Linked DNA regions of Mus musculus: region 1 is linked to region 2. A link is a contact called in public HiChIP or PLAC-seq data. All regions are on one chromosome and are shown on one strand. Each heading gives the region's core, a stretch centred on a gene start, on an enhancer-like site or on the middle of the called end of the contact. The rest is flanking DNA. Distances are from core to core; before and after follow the strand shown. Region 1 holds the start of Abhd14a (abhydrolase domain containing 14A). Region 2 overlaps Poc1a (POC1 centriolar protein A).

Evidence for each region. HiChIP or PLAC-seq counts read pairs in DNA pulled down with a chosen protein or histone mark.
Region 1: an H3K4me3 HiChIP or PLAC-seq map of craniofacial prominence shows a contact between it and region 2, with 2.1 times the contacts expected there. The contact joins the promoter of Abhd14a here to the enhancer-like site in region 2. A contact is called at or near these places in 6 of 39 promoter capture datasets (cranial neural crest, frontonasal cranial neural crest, liver and 3 more), 1 of 484 Hi-C or Micro-C datasets (muscle stem cells), 6 of 115 datasets of contacts at active chromatin or transcription factors (the 230-238 cell line, bone marrow-derived macrophages, craniofacial prominence and 2 more) and 3 of 9 other capture datasets (adipose tissue, liver and pancreatic islet).

Annotation. Positions count from the first base shown.
Region 1 is chr9:106,446,272-106,451,760 of GRCm38.p6, reverse strand. Abhd14a (abhydrolase domain containing 14A) reads left to right here and starts at 4,083. Exons shown (of 6, transcript NM_001110271.2): 1 at 4,083-4,230. Abhd14b (abhydrolase domain containing 14b) reads right to left here and starts at 3,121. Exons shown (of 4, transcript NM_029631.3): 1 at 3,052-3,121; 2 at 1,530-1,757; 3 at 127-368. The coding sequence starts at 1,740.
Region 2 is chr9:106,338,803-106,344,696 of GRCm38.p6, reverse strand. The region is part of intron 10 of Poc1a (POC1 centriolar protein A); the gene reads right to left. Among named protein-coding and RNA genes, the nearest start is that of Dusp7, 27 kb to the left of the region's middle. Within about 2 kb of position 4,051, at least 50 of the 459 cell types and tissues checked have an H3K27ac peak or open chromatin away from gene starts, as enhancers often do. A contact at or near this core is called in bone marrow-derived macrophages, craniofacial prominence, muscle stem cells and 1 more, where this site is marked.

The DNA of each region.
Region 1 (5,489 bases), core at 2,834-5,333, 110 kb before region 2:
CCCAGAAACCACCCCATTGGTTACCCAGCTCCCAGATGAAGAAGGCCCAGGGATGGACCCCGACTTGCTCCTGAGATACCATCTCAGTCACACACACACACACACACACACACACACACACGGTACCTTCACACTGGCGTAGTCCACAGCATTGATTTTGTCTGTGCAGATAGGAGCCACTGGTACAAAGCCCCGGAGTTGGGACCCGGGGGCCACGAGGAAGGGCAGTGAATACATGCCACTTAATGATGGACTGATCACAACTGGGGGTCCCAGCTCCAAGGTATCCACCACAGCAGCTAGGAAGCTGCCAGGGGCCGGTTCCCCAATAGGGGCAGGGGCTGCTGCTTCCTTGGATCGCCCAAGACCTGCAGGTAGTCGGGCGTAGGAGAGACAACGGCAATGAATGGGAAGGGTCCCTTCCTCCACTCTGTGCCCAGGTTCACGTAACACCCAGTAGTAGACTGAAATTCATTCATGCCCACAGCCCAGTGTTTTTTATCTATGGCGAGAATGAGACAATTCTTTTTATGTTTGTGTTCGTTCTAACAGTGTCCTGAAAAGAATGAAGCTCTGGAGTCTATCAGGGCTGGTCTGAGTCCCAGGTCTCTGTCTACTCTAAAGATGACCACAGGTTAAACCTCTTAGCCCTCCTCAGCTGCAGTTTCCACGTCTGTTTTAAAGGGGTAAGGAATGTGCCCGCCATTTAAAGTTGTATAAATTAACTGTTTAAAAGGCATGGAGCCCCAACTTGACACTGGAGGAGTGTGCTCCTGTAATGGGACCTACCAGTCGCCCCGCCCCTCCCCCCAACAACATTAGTGTAGATCTTCCCCGTGACGCTCAGCCCAACCCACTGTTGGAAGCTAGCCTGGCCAGGCTGGAAATCTGCCCTTGAAACCTGAAACTGTATCAGCTCTAGCCCGTGAGGGGATTAGATCCTGTCAGATAGGCTATGTCTCCAATTCCTCACTCCACGCTGAAAGTGGTGGGGCCCGGTCATTCAGGTTATGCTAAGCAATTTGGAAGCTCTTCCCACCTCCTCCAGGGCCCAGCTCGAGGACTCTGCTTGCAAATAGGAGACCAGGTCCTTAGCTATATCCGCCGTGCTTCCCAAGGCTCTGCAAGACTCCTTGTTAGTGCTGTCATCAGACTGAATATGGTTCTATTCAGGTACTTTGCTTCCCATCAGCTGGGCACCCTCTGCTGCTTGTCATTATATACTAGCTAATACAGTCACACAATGACCTCCTTCCGTGCTCACTAGGGACAGTCACCACCAGCAGGAGTGTGGTACCTACCATTACAGATGAGGGAAGGGAAGTGAGCCCAAAGGCATCTAGACACAGGTCCAGTACCAGGGAAAAGCAGCTGAACCACGTATGGCTCCTTCTAGAGCAGGACTAGTCAAGTTCAGAGGTCTAGCTACCTAACTGCCAAGCTCAGGGAGCTAGATTGGCTAAATCCTTCCAGTCCTCCATCCTCACATTTTTCCCAACCCTGGCCCAGAAGCCCGATCCCAGAAGTACCTGGCAGATCAATGGCCACAGCCCTGTAGCCAGCCTCGGCCAGCCTCTGCAGAGTACCCAGGTTCTGCCAAGTCTCCGAGGAGAAGCGGATACCATGCAGCAGCAGCACAGAGAAGCGGACAGGCTGCCCACTCCCAGGCCGGGTCTCTCTGAAGAAGAGGTTCTGGCCCTGCACCTTGATGGTGCCCTCATGCTGGTCCACACCGGCCATGCCCAGTGGTGATGTGCCTGCAGTTCAAAGCCAGGCTGGTGAGAAATGAAGGAAACCCTGCCTGCGAGCTGCAGGGAGCAGTTAGGTGTCCACCAGGCCTTGAGGATCTGAATTAAGGTCAGGAAAAGCGGGTATTATTTCTGCTGCTCTCACTTGGTTGCTTGGTGTTGGGCTTTAACTGTCTTAACAGCAACATGGCAGAATTACAAATGTCACTCAAGAATTGATGAAAACCTGTTGGGCCGAGCCTGGTGGCTCATGCCTTTAATCCCAGCACTTGGGAGGCAGAGGTAGGCGAATTTCTGAGTTTGAGGCCAGCCTGGTCTACAGAGTGAGTTCCAGGACAGCCAGGGCTACACAGAGAAACCCTGTCTCCAAAAACCAACCAAACAAAAAAGAAAACCTGCTGGGCAGTGGTGGTGCACACCTTTAGTCCCAGTACTGGGAGGCAGAGACGGGTTGACTGATCTCTGAGTTCCAGGCCAGCCTGGTCTATAGAGAGAGTTCTAAGACAGCCAGAATTACATAGAGAAACCCTGTCTTGAGAAGACACCCCCCCACAAAAAAAAAGCAAAAAGTGAAAAAATCTTTCCCAGTTAAGGTATCTGCTGCTAGTAAAAAACTGGTATGTGGGACTATTCAATACTAGCTCATAGCCTGGCAGTGGTGGCACACACCTTTAATCCCAGCATTTGGGTGGCAGAGGCAGGTGAATTTCTGAGTTGGAGGCCAGCCTGGTCTACAGAGTGAGTTCCAGGTCAACCAAGGGTACACAGAGAAACCCTGTCTCGAAAGAAAGAAAAAAAAATAGCTCATAGGCATTAAATGAGGCTATGCATGAGGGGAAAACTTATACATGCCTAGGACATAGTAAGTGCTCAATCAAGGGTAAATACCGCCCTGATTAGCCTCATCTAAACCAGCACTAGCGTACTGTGGGTGAACTAGTAATACAGGCAGGAGATCAAGTTTGTTTGGGACGAAGGCCCTTTTTCCAGAAGCAGAAACACATGCACCGGTCAGCAAGGACTTTGGAGTTCCTGACTGCCAGGGACGCGGGGTGCTCAGCGCGCTAGCCGCTGGAGCCCAACCAGTTGACGCTGCGGTCACCCGCGCTGCCAAGGCTCCCCGGCTCACTGGCCACAGTTCCAGAACCCTGAGTCTGTCTGGAGGAAGCAAGGGAAGGAGGGGTAGCCTGGAGAGGGAAGGAGAGGTGACCTGGAGAGCCGAGATGAGAAGCCTGGGGGCAGGTGGGTTCTGAGTGGAGACGCCAAGAGAGGGAGTCGAGAGTACAGGAAATGTGCGTGGTACCTGGAAATGTGCGTGGTCTTCCGCAGGAGAATGGCGTGTGCTATTGACGGGTGGGGAGAGAAGTAGGAAAGGGGTGGGGACAGGAGGTGGGGACAGGCCTAGGCGTTCCAGGCGCCCTCTCTTGGTCACAAGCTGCCACTAGGCTCGTCTGCACCTTAACCCTTCGTTCTTTGATCAAACTTGTTTTCCCAAGCCCACCTCCACCCCATGTGCACCAAAAACAGGGTTGAAGATCTCGAAACAGTCAGCGAACTGCATCCTCATTGATCTGCTCCACAGATCATTTCCACACAGAAATGGCTTGACTTAACGGGCGAAATATTTCTGGTATCTTTGCTGTTTTCCCCAACCCCCAACCTCCCATCCCATCCCATCCCTCACCCTGAGTCAGGACAGTACATGACGAGTTGTACACCTGTCATAAAGCTGACATGCTACATATCTGAGTGGAAGGCTCCGCCAAAGTTCGGCCAGGTGACATCGGAGTGTGTTCTGAGCCTGTAGAATGAATCCGGTTAATGCCAACTTTGGCGAGGTACCAAATGAGTAGTGAATCTTTTGCACCCTTCCTGGCCTCCCTGCCCCAAAGTCTGGTTGCAACACAGAGGCCTGAACCTGGGACAGACCAGACGTTGATCACAGGTTGCCAACCAAAAATAAATGTCCTGAGCAGACCAGACTTAGAAGACACCTTAAGCTCTGACCCGTCTGGGGAATGGGGCGAGTAAAGAAAATGCTTGGGCAGAAGTCTGGAGCTGCTGCATCATCTGGCATTAACGCTAGGAGAGCTTGGTGCCAAGAACTCTTCTGAGACCTGACCTGTCCTTAAGTTCCATGACATCCTTACACAGCGTGTCTTTCCTAAACCCCATTTTGCAAACAAACCTGCGGAAATTGATGAACCGGGTGACTTTCCACAGGCTCTCAGGCCAATAACAATTCCTAAAATCTGGGCTGAGAGGGGCGGGCCTCGGTGCTTTAGGGCACCGCCCCACGTTCTTCCCTGGTAACCAGGCTTGGCCTGCAGCTGCGTACTGCGCAAGCGCGCCTGGGTGGCTGGACTTTAGCCGTCTGGTTACCAAGGAGGCTGTACCACAGCCGCTAGGCTGTTTGGCAGTTGGTTCCGCCTAGGCCGGGCCCCGCCTCACCGGAGCCTTTCTGGTCACTCCTGTCCACGCGGTGAGTGTCCCCAGAGAAGGAGGCCCTCAGGTTGTCCCCGGATCAGCCATCCTTGTCCCTGCCGCTTGGGGCAGAGTCCTTTGGAAGGCGCAAGCGCGGGGCAACACGTGTACAGTTTTCCTGTGCCCCTGGGCACGCGAGTGTCTGTGTGTTTTGGAAGGTCTGGGTATAAGTGCTTCTCTTCGCATTGGCGGCGGGGGGCTGGGATAGCGGGGGCTGGGGTAGTGTTTTCCGGTCTGCATGCCTGCTTGCATGTCTCTTCTGTGTTTATCTCTGCATCTGACTGTGTGTATTTCCGAAGGTTTGTGTGTGTCCTTCAGTTGGTGCGTTTCTTTCCCCGCCTGCCCCGCAGGTCCTTGTTTGCTAGTAGTTTGTTTTCCCCTAGGTCTTTTTTCTTAAAACATTTATATTGGTGGTGGCACATAAGGAGGTCAAGTCCAGACTTGCTGGAGTCCATTCATCCTTCCACTACTGTGAATTAATTCCAAGGATAAAAGTCAGATCGTCAGGCTTGCAGCAGGTGCCCTTCACCTGTAACTCTTGCCCTTTTAGTATTTCATTTATTTCGGGGGATGTGTATGGAGCTCAAAGGGCAGTTTTGGGAATTGTTTCTTTGCTTTCACCCTATGGGTCCTGAATTTCCAACTTCCATACCTGTGTGTGGGTTGTTTTTTGTTTTTTTTTTTTTTTTCTCCGAGACTGTGTCTATGTGACCCTGGCTGACCTGGAACTGCCTATGTAGACCAAGCTGGCTTCAAATTCATGGAGATCCTCCTGCCTCTGGCTCCTGAGTACTGTGATTAAAGCCATTGAAGCCATGGGCCACCTGCCTGACTTCCATATGGTTTTGAAATCCTATGTGTCCATCCTGATAACAAAAACCTTATTTTGGGTCACAGAATAATGTCCTGTGACAAAATATTTCCTGGGGAGAGAAAACACACATCTACTTATCCCAGATAGGGAGCCCATGACAGTCCACAGTACGGATACCACCAAAGTCCAACTTGGTGAACCAATGATTTTTATTGGGGTTACTTACAGAAATACAGATAAGGGATTACTTATGGGAGCAGAAAGGACTCAAAGACAGCTATGTCACCAAAGCCCGAAACAGGGGTGACAGTTCACAAAACGTGGACACACCGCACAGCCAGCAGGCAGCTCTCCTGGTTGGGGAGTGTCTTTCCCAAGTGCCTCAGCTGGTGTGAACCTATTGTAGGCAGCTCGGCTGGTTTCTGCTTCTTTGGGGAGCTGGC
Region 2 (5,894 bases), core at 2,802-5,301:
CTCACAGGTGGCCACACTGCGCTGGTGGTTCCTGCAAACTCCCAGAGAAGGGTTCTCTGGGCATTTTAAGGAGGGGTGAGAAAGTCCAGGACCCCGGAGATTAGATTTCTTCCTTAAGGGAAGGTGAAATAGTGAAAAGGTCAGGTACAACTTGTGTGGTTGTCCCCTCACCTCAGGGAGCGGCCCCTGACACCCTCATGCTCTCTCCCTGGGTTATGTGGGCCTGTCATTGTCCCTTCTACTTCCTCATGGTCACCTCCTGCTCATCTCCTGTCTCCTCACCACTGGCCTCCCCTACAGTCTCACCAGCCCCTTTCCCTCTCTGGCCTGGTTTTCTCAAGGTGGGCTTATACTGCATCTTTCTACAACTTTTTGTTTTGTTTTGTTTTGTTTTGTTTTGTTTTGTTTTTCGAGACAGGATTTCTCTGTGTAGCCCTGGCTGTCCTGGAACTCACTTTGTAGACCAGCCTGGCCTCAAACTCAGAAATCCACTTGTCTCTGCCTCCCAAGTGCTGGGATTAAAGGCGTGTGCCACCACCGCCCGGCTCTACAACTCTTTCTTCTTGTTTATTTCTTTTTCTATCCCACATTTCACTGTGTATTTGGGAAGAAGGCAAAAGAGCGGACCTGGGCGAATGTCTTACTGACTGGGATGGCGCCCCTGACATAACGGGCTCTGGGCCTCAGGCTGCAGCTCTCAGGGCTGGGGAGGCCACCTCTGGGATTGACACACATCACAAGGTGGCAGATTGATGCACAGGATGAGTGGAAAGGCTGAGGGACAACTGGCAAACAGTCGGGAGGCCAGTGTGCTTGAGTAGGAAAAGATACACGAGAGAAATATGGGCTGAGGTCATGATGGTGGTGGTGCAGGCCTTTAATCCCAGCACTAGGGAGGCAGAGGCAAGCGGATCTCTGAGTTCAAGGTCAGCCTGGTCTACAGAGGTCTACAGGATGGCCAGGGCTACACAGAGAAACCCTGTTTCAAAAAGAAAAACAAAACAATTAAAAAAAAGAAAAGAAAAGAAAAGAAAAAAAGAAAGAAGGAAGTTAGAGTAGAGACCTAGCCAAAAAGAGGAGGGAAGGAGGAAGCCTCCATTGTGTCACTAAGTCACAGGTCTGAGCAGGTGCCATCGGGAAAGATGATATGGTGTCTGCTGGTGGCTGAAGGAACTCTGGGTGAAGACCTGACCCTAGCCCCCTGGTCCCACAAGCAGAGGGATGGAAGGCTCAGAGTCACAGACTTTCGAGCAGCTACTGTTCCCTCAGCCACTGCCACCACCTGTGCAGAAGACCTACCACATGCAGGACAAGGGACTCTGGCTCCTGAGGCCTTCTAGACATTGCTGTCACCAGCAGAAGTCTGGAAGGGCTGAGTTTTGGCAAAACCGTTCTGCTATCACCGATGGTAAGTGACATATATCTCAGGAGGAATTACGAAGTGAGCTGTTAGGCACATGGTGTGCCGGCCACTCTAGCTATACTTCTCAGATACATGGCTAGACTCTCGGGAGGGTCTGCACATGCGCAGGACTCACCCCAGCTTCCCTCGGTTACCTGACTCCCCACTCAGCTCTGGGGACCTTCTTCCCAGCAGCTACGACCCGCCCTGGCCAAAGCACTTCCCTGTGGTCAGGTCTTATTCCAAGGAGAATCCTGGGCCCTCTTAGGCGAGGGAATAGATTCCAGAGAGGAGGGCACCTCCTGGGCCTGCTCCATGAGCTGGAAAGTAGGTAACACGGAAGTGGGCAAGGTGGCTAAGCCAGGCACCACGTCACATGCCTGCCTGGGCAAGAGGAGGACGAACTGAAGTCTAGCAGGGAAGCCTCGGCCTGAGACATCTTCCCTAGTCTGTAGCAAGACAGAGATCCACTGTGGCTAGGAAAAGACAGCAGCATTGGGCAGAAGGTAGCACTCGGCTGTCTCATAGCAACCATGGTAGCCCCAGCAGGGCTCTGCAGAGAAGGGGTTCCTTCTGCGCTAGCACACACCAGCCTTATGGGCCCACGCCTTCCCTGCCTGCCTGTCCCCTCAACACCCACATCGCAGCTTCCTAGTGACCCCTGTTCTGGGTGACTCTTGAATCCCATCCTTCCCACCGCCTCTAGGATGTGATACCTTTTCTACCCAAGACATCAGACTCCTTGTGTGTGACACTCAAATGGCACTTGTGGCCACTACTGCTTCCTGAAGCCCAGGGACAACTTCTGTCCCAGGATCCCCTCCTCGCCCCAGCTCATGCTTGGGGCCTGCCTTCCTCTCCTTTGTGTTTGTGGCTGCAGCAGGGGTGTGAGCCCCTGGGAAATGTCGCAGCGAGTCTCAGTGAGAAGCTTTGGCCTGTAGGACAAAAGAGCAGGATCCTGACTTTGATGGCCCATGCTCACATCTGAACCTGACCAGCTGGCCGACTGGCCTCGGCTACGTTACCATACTTAGGGCTTCAGTTCTCTTGTATGTAAAATACAGCTCTCAAAGCTACTGCAATGCTCACTTAATAACTCATGTTTATTTAACACATACCATAGGGGTAGGAATAGGATGCACTGTAGGCAACATGATGCCCCTAGCTCTTGCCCTGGCTAGGCTTTGGAATTTTGGGACACACTGATGTTCCAAAGGAGTTTCCTGTGATCAGTTCTAGGAGGGTCTGAGGCAGTGGGGTGCAAGGAGGTCTGTGGCTTCTTATAGCTCCCCTACGATGGAAAACTGTTCTTAATCATTTCCAGGACTGTGGCTGATTTGGGCTCCCCCCAGGAGGTCTCTCTGGAGGGTCTTGGGTTCCCCAGTATCCCCCCAAATACAGGACTCTTTTTTTCTCCCCCCCCCCCCCGGACTCTTATTAGAAGCTAAGGAGTGTCATAAAAAAAAGGTTCAGTTACTCTGGCACATCACTGTGAGTAAAAGTGGTAGGTGTGGGAGAATGTTCTAGGGATGGCCACTGGCTCTAGGAACCTGGACTGTGCTACACACATCTAACTCCTTTGTTCATTTTAAAGACAGAAAATGTGGAATTAATCTCCCTATCACATGGTTTTGACTCTACTCAGATTCTCAACATCCAAAACAGAAGCAATGAATGGGGAGTCTCTCTCTGGTGTGAGGTCTTATGAGCTATTAAATCAAAGTACAAATGCCGAGTAGGCAGTCTGTCCCAGCTCTACCCTGTCTCTAGCAAGCACGTGTACACAGAGGAAGCCCTGTCTTGCTGATGGTGGACCATGGCCAGTCACATGTGAAGATGACTAGGAACTAGAGGGGGACAGGCTGCTAGTTTGAGTTCAGTCCTTCGTGACACCCAGGCTCTTGGTCACAGCCCACATCAAATGGTTTGTTGCTCAGGGGCTTTTAACTCTGAGGGTGCCCACACTGGCCCTCAAGCAGCCTGTCAGACATCTAGTGCATAAATCTTGTTCACAGACAAGTTCCAAGTCTTCCTGTTCCAGGACACGGGGGCACTTAGAAAGTATGTGATGGACAAATGCTGAGTCCTGAGTGCTGGGAGAGTAGAGAGAACACAGTTCCCTGAGCGCAAAGGGCAGCCCAAGGCTGTTGGTGGGTCTGCCTGGCTGCTGGAGAGCACTTAGTTCATTTTAATCCCAGGCTATGGCAAGTTTAAGTGTGGCAGGGGAGGGAGAGGGGTGATCGACACCAGCGGCCCCACCCCGAGCATGGCCCTCCAACTGCCTGGCCGTGGGAGAGCCCCCTCTCCCTGACTTTAGGAGAGCAGGAAATGGGGGAAGACAAAGTCAGAGCTGGAGTCAAAGGATCTGTGGGTTCCTCCTCTTCCCATCAGCCCTCATTTGATGACTTACAGCTTTAAGGCCGGAACTCTGGAGGGAAGGAATGGAGGTCCTCTCTTCTGAGGACATCTGTAATGCTGAAGTACCCAGGATCACACATAGCTGGCCCATAAAACAAGAATCTACAGAAATCCCTCACAATCTCTAAACTGCCCCCCCTCCCGCCCAGCCCCCAGTCGGCTGCAAGCAATACAAGCTTTCCTGGGTCCCGGCTCTGTTTCACATTATCTCAGGGGTGTAGAATTTCTCTGCTGTGTTCGCCTGCCCCAGTCCCCATCGCTACTGAGGATTAACTTTCTTAGGGAAGTACACGGAATGCATTTTCTATCCTTGGATTAGCCACTGGGATAAGGAATTTTTTTTTAGCTAGCTTCAGACACACCAGAAGAGGGTGTCAGATCTCATTACGGGTGGTTGTGAGCCACCATGTGGTGGCTGGGATTTGAACTCAGAACCTTTGGAAGAGCAGACAGTGCTCTTATCTGCTGAGCCATCTCGCCAGGCCTGTGATAAGGAATTTTGACTAATTTTCCTTCTTCTGGCTTCATAGCAATCCCTCTTTCCACCTCTCAAATAAGCAGAGCCTCTCCTTAGATGGAGAAGCTATAAAAGGGCCCACCTCCAGCCTTTGTAAAGCCAGATGCTCCTGGGACCTGTGGAGTACTGCTCACACCAGAGGAGACCAAAACACAGCCCTGCCAACGTGGACCTGGGTTTAGGCGCCTCTCCTTGCCAGCCATGGGAAAGCCACCGGGGAAGCCAGGTATCTGACAGAACCTAAGGCACAGGACGCAGGCACGTTTATCCAGAGGTTCTGCTACACTGACTCTACACTGAGCCCAACAGAGCTAAGTAGGTGCAGGAACCTTGGCCACCTTTTACATCCCCAAGCCTGGGAGACTGCTCTGCAGCTGGGAGGCTTGCAAACCATCACTGCAAGCCGGGCAGGCTAGCTGCAACTCCTGCCCAACAGGACAGCTGCAGGGACAGAGAAGGGCATGTGTCATCAGGGTGGGTTTCATAAGCTTCCCCTGTCACATGGACACACCAGGGAAAACCCACTTCGCTGCCCTGACTTTTCTTTTTTCTTTTTTTTTTTGGGGGGGTGGGGTGGGGGGTCCAAGACAGGGTTTCTCTATATAGTCCTGGCTGTCCTGGAACTTACTTTGTAGACTAGGCTGGCCTCGAACTCAGAAATCCACCTGCCTCTGCCTCCTGAGTGCTGGGATTAAAGGCATGCACCACCACGCCTGGCTGCCCTGACTTTTCTAGAGGCGCCAGACAGGCCAAGGTCAGGACGAGGCATGGACCCGCTCTCCATGCTGTGCTAGGCTAAGCTCAACCTTCCACTTTCCCTTCTGGGTGCAGCCCCAGGGTAGGAAAAGGGTTTGTGCTCACCTACAGACTTGAGTCAGAGTGAGTGGAGGGGAATAGCAGGCCTGGCGCGGCTTTTCTGCTTCCCCTGGTTTGGTGTGATGGAACTTCAGCAGAGAGAGCGCCTGGCAGCCAGTGCACAGGGTCAGTTGTGGCTCGGTTCATGGCAGCATCAGCCTGTCTGCAGCTGTCTGACACAAAGCTTACACAGGCCCCTTGTTTGTATTCTGTGTTTGACCCTTCCTTTAGAGGGCTCCAAATGAACAAGAGCAGACACTGGAGTCCCTTTACCCATTTCTAAGCACATCCCGCACCAGCCAGAATGAGGGGTGCATGCACGCATCTCATGTGTCCCCCTTCCAGCCTGCCCTACTACTCTAGCGTGAAGCCGCAGAAGAAATCTCCTATGACCAACCGTGAACATTCCCAGGCTCCAGAGGTAACCACAGCCACTGCCCAGCCCATTTCACTCTGCAGCTTCTTTGGGGGAGGGGTGTTTCTTTTCACCACAACCGCAGACGGGGATGGAAGATGGAAAGCAAGAGATGTCTGCCAGGTCCCTATGGGAGCTGCCATCCAGCCTTCCATGCAATACCAAATGCAAGCTAGGTTTGAAGTGCAGCTAATGAGCTGCGTGCCAGGAGGGGAGGCTGCAGGCTGCCTTGACTAGGTATTTGAGGCGGGAATGGCCTCCCCCACCCTTCCCTATTGTTAAGCCAC